Regions from separate parts of the Mus musculus genome. Here region 2 is linked to region 1. Evidence: chromatin contacts called from public Hi-C data. All regions are on one chromosome and are shown on one strand. Each heading gives the region's core, a stretch centred on a gene start, on an enhancer-like site or on the middle of the called end of the contact. The rest is flanking DNA. Distances are from core to core; before and after follow the strand shown. Region 1 overlaps Cdk14 (cyclin-dependent kinase 14). Region 2 overlaps Cdk14 (cyclin-dependent kinase 14).

The links. Hi-C and Micro-C count contacts between places; a contact is called where the count stands out from the background.
Region 2: a contact with region 1 is called in a Hi-C map of muscle stem cells, with 3 times the contacts expected there. The contact joins two enhancer-like sites. A contact is called at or near these places in 1 of 39 promoter capture datasets (embryonic stem cells), 3 of 15 datasets of contacts at CTCF or cohesin (the NIH/3T3 cell line and embryonic stem cells), 83 of 484 Hi-C or Micro-C datasets (the 3T3-L1 cell line, the Ba/F3 cell line, the C2C12 cell line and 39 more), 17 of 115 datasets of contacts at active chromatin or transcription factors (the NIH/3T3 cell line, astrocytes, a beta-TC-6 cell line and 13 more) and 2 of 9 other capture datasets (embryonic stem cells and macrophages).

Annotation. Positions count from the first base shown.
Region 1 is chr5:4,959,953-4,965,913 of GRCm38.p6, forward strand. The region is part of intron 10 of Cdk14 (cyclin-dependent kinase 14); the gene reads right to left. Among named protein-coding and RNA genes, the nearest start is that of Fzd1, 200 kb to the left of the region's middle. Within about 2 kb of position 2,214, at least 38 of the 459 cell types and tissues checked have an H3K27ac peak or open chromatin away from gene starts, as enhancers often do. A contact at or near this core is called in muscle stem cells, where this site is marked.
Region 2 is chr5:5,363,000-5,368,960 of GRCm38.p6, forward strand. All of the region lies in intron 2 of Cdk14 (cyclin-dependent kinase 14), which reads right to left. Among named protein-coding and RNA genes, the nearest start is that of Gm30151, 4.7 kb to the right of the region's middle. Within about 2 kb of position 2,617, at least 5 of the 459 cell types and tissues checked have an H3K27ac peak or open chromatin away from gene starts, as enhancers often do. A contact at or near this core is called in muscle stem cells, where this site is marked.

The DNA.
Region 1 (5,961 bases), core at 964-3,463:
CATAAAGTGGGCACTAAATATCTATTGAATAAACTACATAGACTTGAACTGGTATCAGGAGGAGCCCATGACTGAACTCAGTCGCCTTCAAAATAAAGGCTGTACAAGGTGTGTGTTTCCCATGCTATTTAACTCTGTACTCCTAAAGAACAGAAACGAATGCTCTCGTTTCCTTCTAAAAACCGGACAGCCAGGTGACTGAAGAGAAAGGCTGCGTACAGGGCTCCAGGGAAGAAGGTTTAGTACGTGTCCACACTTGTCCACAAAGAGCATCCACCTTCCATCGCCTGAGTGTCATCGCCACGTGAAATGCAGGACAGGACCACTAAGGCTGTCCCTTTACATAGGGGACTAGGTGAAGCCAAGAATTCCTATGAAATTACTCTAAACATGACAAAGTTCATCCCGTGAGAAATTCATTGATTATATTTTACACAAACTGCAAATGCAATGGGCCCTCTTTCTGAATGCAGTGGCAAGGAGCTGCACTGTAACTTGCGCAGTGTATGTCACCTTTAGCGTAGTTGGTTGTTATTCCCTGATGCACCTTGCTGCCCCCGAGAAGCACAGGGAAAGGCTGCTGAGCTACAAAGTGGCTCAGTTCAAGAGCAGATCACTTGGCAAGGAAGACAACGGTCTTGGTCTCAAGAGCTGAACTTCCTGGCTCCCAGAGGACCGGGAAGTCTCCAGGAATCCCCTTTGTCATTCTTTCCCTTTCAGCACACACATATATGAAAATGTGTCTGGGCGGGTATGTATCGTGTAAGTGTACCCATATATACACACCAGCCCCCTCTTCAGCATTTCATCAGTGACTTGACGTGGAAATAGAGGAATTGTGTAGCTGGCCTTTGCTACTTTGTGGGTTCTTCTTTTTTCCACCCTTTATCCCCTCGGTTTCACTCCCTAATACTAGATAGGAGAGAAACAAGGATAGAATAAAAAGAAAGCCCTGCATCTAACTTATTTCTTTGGTTTTTCTTTGGCTATGGCTACTAACAAGCCTCAACCAACCTCCCTTAATGACCAACTACCACCTCCCCTGCATCTCGGGAGCCTAGCATCTATGCATCTTCTGGAAACTTCCCAGAATTCCAAAGGTTACACAACTGCAGAAAATTATCTGCAGTTGTCAAGACCACACTTCTGTTAGCGCACTGGGCAAGTCATAGTCAGCTGCTGTGGATAACGAAGCAGCCCCACACCCCTACACCAGGGATTAAAACAAAAGCACATTCTTATAATATTTCTGTATTTTCAAAAGAAACCAAAATCCCAGAATTCTCAAAAAATGTCACTACAGAGCTGTTTTACACTTTTAGATGAACAGAGCAGAGGAGGTTGGTGGGCTGGGGATATAGCTCAGGGTGTGCAGTATGCACTCAGCATGCACAAGACCCTAGCTTAAATCACAAATGCCCCCCAAAGTGGTGAGGGTGCTTAATATTTAGCAAAGCAGAAACAACTGTCCACCCAGTGCAGCGGAAGCTGGCGACAATACGCGTAAAGGCCAGGCCTCATGCTCTACTCAGTGCTCCATGATGGAAAGAGACATAAGCTACACTAAAAACAAAAGCCCATGCTGAGCCCCTGATGCTTGCACTTGGTATCCACACTGAACATGGGAGTGGCCAGCGACTTTTTCTAATCAAATGAATACAAGGAAGGTAAGATCTCAATTGTTGGGTCAGTTGATAACTCCCATTGGGTTAAAAGTCCTATTTGCTTACTGGCTTTTTGGAAGCAAACAGCTATGGTCGGAAGATTTAGAGACAAGAAGCTGTGGTTGACCTAAGCCAACAGCCAGCAAAAAGCCTAGCCAGTCATCACTCCAATAGCCAGCTGGAAACTGTTTCCAGCAACCACATGAACTTGGATGTCTACCCTTATCCAGTTACCTTAGTTAAACTTGCAAGCCCTAGCAGATTCATTGATTGTATCTTTGTGAAATCAGGAAGCAGAGGAAACATCTTGTCCAAGTCTGGAAACTCCCAACCCACAGAAATTTTGAGGCAATAATCATGCATTGATTTGGTAAGATTTTGGTGATGCTGTTACACAGCAAAGAAGAGCTTGGGCTGTGTCTGGTGTGAGGAATATGGCAGTAGGAGATCCTGCACAGGAAAATGACTGAAGAAAGAAAAGGCAGAGAGCATTACATAGAAACGACCAGTAGGGGGAGCCTAGAGACCGAGCAGTAAAAGCTGCCTAAGCACGGGCCTCAGACAGGGGCTGGAATTACTCGCTGGAGGCTCAGCTGCACTGGATTGAAAGGGAGGATGTTTCCAAATATTTGCAGTGTTTTCACCATGGCCAACGTCTAGATGGAAAGGAACCCGAGTAAGGAAGTAAGTGCAGCTTCTGGAAACTGCGCAGTACAGAATCAGATAGCAATGGTGAGGCTCAGCAGAGCTGGCCACACCACGGACTCCTCTATAAGCATGGAGAAAATATCCATTAAAACAACAAGACAAAGGAGACTATGAAGATATCCATGCAAGTATGGGGACTTGGCATGTGCTGGGAAGGCAGAGACACGTAATCCCTGAGGACTGCTAGGCGAGCTGTACAGGCGAGCTGGCGAGCTCCGGTCTTAGTGAGAGACGCTGTCTCCACCTACAAGGTAGAGACCGAGGAATGACAGTCAACATCTACCTTTGTCTGTTATGCCCATGTGAACACATGTATACATGCAATCATGTACATGCGCATATACACAGATGCACAAACAGATCAAAATGAAGGAGAGAGCTGAGGAAATATCTCCGTTAGCAAAGTACTCGCTATGTGAACATGACGACATGAGTTAGATCCCAAAACCCAGTTAGATGTGGTAGTTCCATGTTTGTAATCTCTGTGCCAGGGAGGCAGGAACAGGAGGCGAGATCCCTTGGGCTTGCTGGCCAGCCAGTCTGGTTTGCCTGAGTTCCAGAGACAGACCATGTCTCAAAACTCCAAGGTGGAAGATTCCTGAGGAATAACAATTGAGGTCCTCTGGCCTCCACACGTACACGTACACGTACACACATGAACGAAGTACACACATGAACGTGTACCAATGCATAAACTGCACACACTTGTGCGTGTGCACATGCTCTCTCTCTTGTGTACACACACACACACACACACACACCCCAAAATATTTACTGAGATATTCACACTCCAAACAATCACTTTAACTGGCCCAAAGGAGAGCAAAGATATGTCAACTATCCTAAACTCACAGATAATATGCTAGGCCTGGGGCCTCTGACTGCCCCAGTCTAACTACCTAACCCACCCTCAGGGGCTTCTGATAAATGACTTGTAGATTTGATTGATTGCCTAAGTCTGGGTCCAGAGGCCACAAAAGATTTGCAGAAGAGAGACCAAACAGCTGTTAGAAAACCCGAGGAGAAACACAACCAACCAACTTAAAAATTATTTCAGAAAATGTCTTGTAGAACCAGAGTCCTCCAACTAGAGCAGCTCACTTAAAATATTTTGTTTCCATCTTCTCCAGTGTCTCCATCTTTCTCTTCCCTGTTGCTTTGAATGCCTGTCTGCTTAAACGGGATGCCCTCACTGCTTCACTGTTGTCTCAGTGACTGCTTTGCAGAGTGAGTGAGTTACTGTAACAGGGCCTCAGACAGGATGAGATGTGCAATGAGATGTGCAGGCAGCAGCCAGTGGGACAGCTCTGCACTGGGGGTGGGGGTGGGGGTTGAGCATAATCTCCATACAAATGCAGCCTGCCCACTGGAGCACCACAGCAGAGCTTCCAAGGGACCCAACAAAAGGATCTGGGGACAGGAGCACTAGATAGGAGCTCGGTTACTCACTATGTATTCCTTCAAGTAGCAGCAGTGTGGGGGCAGGTGGAACTGTGTCACCAGGCAGAAAAACTGGTAAGGTCAAGTTGATGAAGGAACCGGGATTCCTGTCCTGGAACACAGTGACCACCAAGACATCCCACTAAGAGGACCAGGACAACTGGTCAGGTAGCGCAGAGCCCAGAGCTCTCCATACTAATGAGGTATTTAGATGGCTTGGACTTGAGGGCTTAGCTAATAAATACTTTTTGCACGAAGCAAAAAGTATTTAATCTCTGGTCCACTCTGAGTAAGTTGTATACATCCATTTTCTATCATGAATAAACACTTTGGACAAGCAAGGACTCTCCTTCCTCAAAGACCACCAATTGAGGAAGTCTTAGTCAATACAGAGCCATGCTAAGTCTCCTGCTGAAGGCCTCTCTGCACTCCTGACACCCACTCTGGGCTAAGCAGGATTTCCTCCACCCCACTCATCTCAGGCCCATGGTTACCCCCACCCCTCTTTCTCAACTACTTGCAGTTCCTAGCAGCATTTGAGTACCCATGCATTAGAGAACTGCAGCCTGGCCCCAGCCTGCACCGTTTCTCACCCAGAGAAGCTCCGGCCGGGGCCCCTATCTTATGCTATGTTTCACCTCCCCTGAACAGCATGCCCCATGAGCCCAGCACCCAGATGATGGTGAGAAATGAATGTAGCCTCAACCTCTGCACTTCATCTCCCCGAATGGTGTTCACACACCCCAGTGGTGAGGTGACGCGCAGAACCACACAGCATCAGGGTGGCTCTGGAGTTAGAAGCTACAACAGCACAAACGCCAATGGATTCTGAGAGTATGGGTCTGAGAGCCCCTGCTTAGCAAGACTCATTCTAACAACCTGCCACCCTTAAGCTAGAATGCACAAGCAGGGCAGAGGCGGTCATGGCCACGGGTGCACCCTCACCAACATGAGATTATTTGTTCAGACAGCACCTGGGACGAGGGGTGGAGGCAAACTGGAGCTTGCGGCCATGGGCAGCTGGGATAGTTCAGACTTGGGAACTGGCTCTGTGTTTTGCAAATCAGAACTCAACAAATTCCTTCCTTTCCTCTCTGGACCGTTGCTTAGGTAACAGTGCCTCCCAACACTCCTGGACACAAATAGTGACACTGCTCCATGCACTGAAACCCTTTGCTTCAGCTGAGACCAGTTCAATGATAAATGTTAATGTTGATTCGGATCGCCTCAAAGTTCAACATGATAAAGCTGCCAATTGTGAAACACCTATATTCCCAAAACTAGTTTAAAAATATATTTACGGTAATTAGAATGATGTGTCCCCGATTACCCTTGGGCATGTGAATATTTGGTCTCTAGTTGGCTGCTGTTTTTAGTCCACCAGGAGGTATGGTCTTGCTAGAGGAAGTATGGCCCTAGGCGCAGGCTTTGAGGCTTCAAAACATATGTGCTGTTTGCAGTGAGCTCTTTCTGCTTGTTTGTAGCTCAGGATCCAAGTTGTTGGTTGCTGCTCTAGAAGCGTACCCGTCTGCCTGCTGACCCGCTGTCATGGTTCTCTGCTGTGGAGGTGACAGTGTGCTACCTCTTTAGAACCGAAAGCCCCAAATAAACTTTTCCTTCTCAAAGTTGCCTTGGTAAAGGTGTTTTATCACAGCAATAGGACATAAATATAATATTACACACAAAAGCATGTAAACATGAATGCATTATATTCCCATGACTGTAAAATACATAATTGGCACCTTAGAACAAGCTAAATATATTTTCTCCTAGTGTGGGGGCTGTTTCAGTGAGCTGAAATGGAGATGTGAGCAGGGCTTTGCTCCCTGTGCAGGCTCCAGGGAAGGAGCCTGCAGGTTTCAGCACTTGCTGGTACCTTGGGGTGCGGTCCCGTCAAGTTAGTTTCTTCCTCCATCCTCATACTGCCTTCTGTTTCAATCTCCGTCTACTTAGTTCAAGTAAGGACAGAACTGATGGCCTGTCCGGATACTCAATGGTGTGGTCTCCTTCTCAAGGCCAGTAACACATCAGCATTTGCAAATATCCATTTTCCAAGCAAGGTAAAATTAAGGTTCCAACTAATATCTTAATTATTCATTATTTAGCCTACACTGGAGTGAGAATGACATAACTATTTCTAAAGTGTTCT
Region 2 (5,961 bases), core at 1,367-3,866, 400 kb after region 1:
AAAAATTCATTTTTGTCTGCCATAGAATAAGTACCCTTGGTTAAAAATGTAGCTTTTCTTCTGGTTGAGGCATCTGGAATATTAATTTGGTATCAAAAGGTAGATACGGTAGAACTAAGAAAACCCTGATTTCTCAATCAGAACTCAGAAATTATGTTCTGAAACGGAGCCATTCTAAGACATCCAGACCGCACACAATGTAGCGATTTGTGTCTTCGCTCCTCCCCACTGTATCAGCAGTGGGTATATATAAACCGATTCCTTGATCATTTTTATCATCTGCACATACTTAAAGGATTTGGCAAGCCCCACACTGCCTCTGGGCTCCTCCAGAAGCAACGCATGGGTAGAGCAGAGGACCTGGAGAAGCCTAAGCCCCGGTCCTCAGGGAATGTGTGGGAAACTCTCCTCTCCCCTGCCCAGGGCCAATGCTGCGCTGGTGTCATCTGCTTGTTTGAAAACAGACTCAATAAACACCCACATATAAGTAAGTTAGAGTCAGTACAGTCTCACCTGAAAGCAAGGACTAAATCCTAGGGACACACATCAGTCTGTCTCCGCCAACACGTACACTAGGGAGGGTAAAGGCAGGCTTGGCACATTCTCACCAGCAAACCCTGGGATGCCTGAAGTTTGGGGCATTCTGACGACAGCTCTGTCTCCTTCTTCCGCTTGCAGAGAACCATTAAGATACCCGAAAGCGTGACATCAGTCTGCTCTATTTTTGAAAGAAAATTAGTTGCACACTGCAGCCTTTAAATTGATTAAAACACAGAGTTGCGTGACACATTTGAGGTGTGGTAGGGAGAGATTATAATTGTCAGACTCTGACTTTGAAGACACCTTCCAAACATTACACCACATAGACAGCTCACATGCGAACATCCTAGACTGGAAAAGGACAGATAAGGGCATAGAGCTGAGAATCCCAACACTCCCTGCGTTCTCTGCCTCTTTCAGCACCTACATGTCATGTTTATATGTTGTTAAGCTGGATGTGATGTGGGTGCTGGCAAACTCAGCACGCAGGAAACTGAGGCAGGAATATGGCTATGAATCCAAGGCCATCCTGAGCTGCACAGTAAATATTATGATAGCCAGGACTATATATTAAGACCTTATCTCAAAACAAAACCAAAGATAAAGCATTTTGATCACTGAGAAGAGTATATAAATTTTCCTGGAAATACAAGTATATGCTGTTGAAATATTTTTCTGTCTTCTATCTGTTCATAAAAACCGTAAAAGGGGCTAGAGAGATGGCTCAGCAGTTAAGGGCACTGACTGTTCTTCCAGAGGTCCTGAGTTCAATTCCCAGCAACCACATGGTGATTCACAACCATCTGTAATGGGATCCAATGCTCTGGTGTGTCTGGTGTGTCTGAAAACATGTACTCATATAAATAAATAAACAAATTTTAAAACCAAAAAACCATAGAAAGGTTTTTCTCATACATTCTCTTCCATTCATACAGTCTCTTCTTCCCTGCCCCCACATATACATATGTGTGTGTGTGTGTGTGTGTGTGTGTGTGTGTGTGGTGTGTGTGTGTATAACTGTACGATTTGGAATAGATATTTTAAAATATACAAAGGGCTGGAGAGATGGCTCAGCAGCTAGAAGCACCAGATGGTCTTCCAGTGGACTTGGGTTTGATTCCCAGCACCTGCATGGCTTCTCACAACTGTCTGGGACTCCAGTTCCATAGGAGCCAACTTCCTTTTCTGGCCTCTCTGGAAACCAAGCACATATGTGATGTACATGCACGAAGTATAGGCAAACATTTATGCTCACAAAATAAAAAATAAATTTTAAACAGTAAAAATATATGAAGAAAAACATCTTTTCAACTTAAAAATACCATGTAATAAATATTACTGCCATGGTATTTATGGTTTTGTCACATCATAAAGGAGAAAGTTTTAAGAAGCTTTCCTGGTGTATATGTTTTAAAAGAAGTAGTTAATAAAACTAAATATTAAGAGAAAACACAATGCTAAAACCAAACAATAAATTCAAAGAATAATGAGAATGATATATTAAAAATAAAAAAAAATAACAGACTCACAAGAGGAATGTATCGCTTTAATTATTGTCTAAATGCTAAAAATGCACTTTTAAGAATTTTAAAAATACTGGCATGGTCTTAAGAAAACAGATTTGTAAAACAGAACCACCAATGGTTCAAATGGTTTATAATTACACTGTTATGAACTTGCAATGTCAAGAATAAGAAGAGACACATTTGCTGTAGTTTTAGAAATCAATAGTAGACCACAGATTCAAGGCCTCAGGAAACAGAGACACCTCAGCCTTGATTGGTCAATTCCAATCATCCTGGTTCCTGGTAAGAGAGGACCTCAGCCACGGCCAAGCAACCTCAAGACTTCAAACTCCACGTGTTAAGGAAAAATGTTAAGTACTTATGCAATACGAAAACTCTTCCAATGTCAAAGGCCAGCTTCCCACGAATGAATGAACACACACACACACACACACACACACAAACAGCTGGGGGTGGGGGAGCCCTCCCCCCTCACAGGGCACAGACAGCTGCAGCCTAGTGACCCTGCTCACAGAATAGCGGTGTTCAAGGCAGAAACAGGATGAACCTTGGCTTTTGGTTTCTATTAGCTCTCTGGTCTTGTCAAAATGAAGGTGACTAGTTCCCCCAAATGTCACACATTCTGCATTCTGTGACATGTACTTCTCTGACTCTACCCAGACATTCCAGCCACTGGCCCGGAGGAGACATAATTATGGTAATTATGTCTACCATAATTAGGGAGATGGCAAGTCTGATCGAACATTTTTAGAATAGAAATCGCAAAAAAAAAAAAAAAAAAAAAAAAAAAACTCGGAAAGTTTTCGACGTGCAAAATTTAAACTAAATTTCCAGCAAGAGAATTGAGGAGACATGAGGCTCTTTTTCCACTTGTGCAATATCACGAGCTTGAAATGCAATGGCCTCTGCTGTAATTAAACAATAACGTATAGGTTAGCTTGTGTCTTAGGTCAGCGTTACTATTGCTGTGATACAATTCCAAGACTAAAGCAACTGGGAGAGAAAGGGGTTTATTTGGTTGATGATTCCACATCACTGTTCATCACTGAAGAAATTCAGGGCAGGAACACTAAAGGGCAGGGACTTGGAGGCAGGAGCTGACGCAGAGGCCATGGAGGGCTGCTGCTTGCTGCCTTGCTCCTCATGCTTTGTGCAGCCTGCTTTCTTACAGAACCCAGGACCACCGGCCCAGGAATGACACCCACAATGGGCTGGGCCCTCCCACAATAATCACTAATTAAGAAAACCCCGTAGAGGTTCGCCTGCAGTCCAATCTTACAGAGACATGTAGAGGTTTGCCTGCAGTCCAATCTTACAGAGACAGTTTCCCAGTCGGGGTTTCCTCCTCTCCAATGAGCCTACTGTGTGTCAAGCTGACATGAAACTAGCCAGCGCACTGTGATCCACAGCATCTGGGGTAGGCAGAATGACCACAGTGAGAAACAAACTAGATAACAGCACAGACTATTTTTTCTTGTTTTTGTTTTTGTTTTTGTTTTGTTTTTTGGTTTTCTTTGAGACAGGGTTTCTCTGTATAGCCCTGGCTGTCCTGGAACTCACTTTGTAGACCAGGCTGGCCTGGAACTCAGAAATCCGCCTGCCTCTGCCTCCCAAGTGCTGGGATTAAAGGCGTGCGCCACCACACCCAGCTTTTTTTTTTTTTTTAGATTGTTTCTATAAGACAGAATGATGCCATGGGAGGCCACCTGCTCAACAACTCCGTATTTACCTCTCAGAGTCTGACTGGATGGAGAATCAAGCTGAGCTCACGACCAAAGACTAACACAAGACATCCATAAGCTCTAGATGCATGAGTCTTTCAGTAGGGAAGGGTCATGACTTGAAAGACATTTGGGGAAGGAAGGAGTGAAGGAGCAATGAAGTCATGAGACCAAAGAGGAGCAGAGATAAAGCAGGTGACAGTGACAGAGCACGGAGCTGACAGGCAGCAGAGGCAATGACAACGAGGGCATCAGAACAGTGAACAAATGTCCGCCAGGCACAGCAACGCAGAAACACAATAGACTGCGAAAAGCCTTGAAAGTCAAGCCAGGAAAAGGAACTTACGGCTGACAGAGACCCATGAAGGCGGAAGTATGAGCAGAGCGTGATTTGTGTCAATCTCATCAGGTTGGAACTGGAAGCAAGCACAGGGAGGATAGCCAGACAGAAGACGACCACAAGGCCAGGCAAGAGATGTCAGAAGTGTGTGCCCAGGGTAGTGGTGGGAACCAAAGGGACATAAGGAGGAGAGCCAAGCCAGTGTTTGCATAGGGGGCTGGAGAATTTAGGAAGACAACAGGTTCCCACCCTAGAAAAATCACATAGCTGGAAAAGCCAGTTTCTAAGTTAAAAGCAAGAGAAAGTATATGTTTGGGCAACACAGGAATTATTAATATTCTGTGTTCACTAAGCCCACGATGGCTGTAGATACAAGGGCAGAAACACCTAAATGGGCATGCGGATACCTCAGTGAAGAGTTTGGAATAGAAAGCTGAGTCAAACACTCTCGTGTGACTATAATAAAAGAGGGTAGCCAAAATCAAGGGACAGACAAGACACTCAATGAGAGCATGAGACATGATCTCAGAGGGCTGAGGGCCGCTATTACAAAAGAAAACACGAGGGCCGAGTGGAGCATGCTCAGAGCCTGTGGCCAATAGGCTAGGAATGGGGAACACCCGGAAATAAGGAGGGGAATCATTCCTGGAAGCTTCTGGAAGAGGAGTGTAGGAGACAGGGGCCAGGGAAAGGGAAGAGGAAGTGGCCAAAACAGGAGGAAAGGAACAGCCCTCTGGAGTCAGGGAGGAGGCATCTGTAGGAAGGGAGTGGGACGCTACGAAAACCGAGAGCTTTAAGAAAAGAAAGGATGTAGTGGTTGATCTGTGCCCACGAAAACTCACATGTCTACGTTTTAACTCTGATACTTCCGGAAGTGATCATACTTAGGAAGGAGGAAAAAGTATTGTTACAAATATAATTACATTAACAGGAGGTTTTACAGGAGTTCAGAGAGCTCCTGGTTCCATCTGAAAGATGCCCTGATTAAAAAAAGAAGAAAAATAGTCCTAGCACTTGCTATGCAGAGGTAGGAACATCCTGAATCCAGGATAGTCTTGGCTACGTAGTATGTCCCTGTGGAAAGAGGGGGAGAGAGGGAAGGGGGAAAGGAGGGAGGGGTAAGGATAAACACATATTGCAGAAAGATGACATAAAAAACCAGGAAGAAGCCAGCATCTATAAGCCAAGTTGAGTTACCTGGTGAGAGGTCCTTCTCTCAGCTTGTAGAACGAACTCACTCTATCAGCATTCTGATTTCTGATATACTTCTTATCTCCAGAAATGTGTGTTGTTGAAGCCTGTCACTCAGACAGTACTAGGAAAGGAATATGCAGCAAAAAAGCCTTCCACTAGAGACAAGGGGCGGACAGTTCAGCAGCACTCTGGCCAGTGACAGCCACAGAGATGAAAGGCTCTTCAGCCGCTCAAGGTAGCAGCAACCTCGGGAACTGATACATTTATTTGCAGAGGGATTTCCCCAAGCAGCTCGTGGCAGCGACTGGGTGAGAAGATAAGATGACAGGTCAAAATCCAGGCTGACGGGGATTACATATGATGTGTCAAGGAACACACCACTGAGGGCGCTGGCGGGAGAGAGATGCCCAGCATCAGAAGAAAGAAGGGCAACGTGCAGGGCCAGGGCAGTGGGACTGGGTGGGCAAAGGTATGGGGGAACAGCAGAGAATGAAAAGGGAAGGCTGGGCCACTTCCCTTTAGAAACTGGGGTGGGGTGGGGGGGTCCGGAGCTCCAGAGTCAGGAAAACCCTACATGCGGACGGACTGCTGGAGACCATGCATATACCCACAGACACCAGTGAGAGGCAGTGACGGGAAA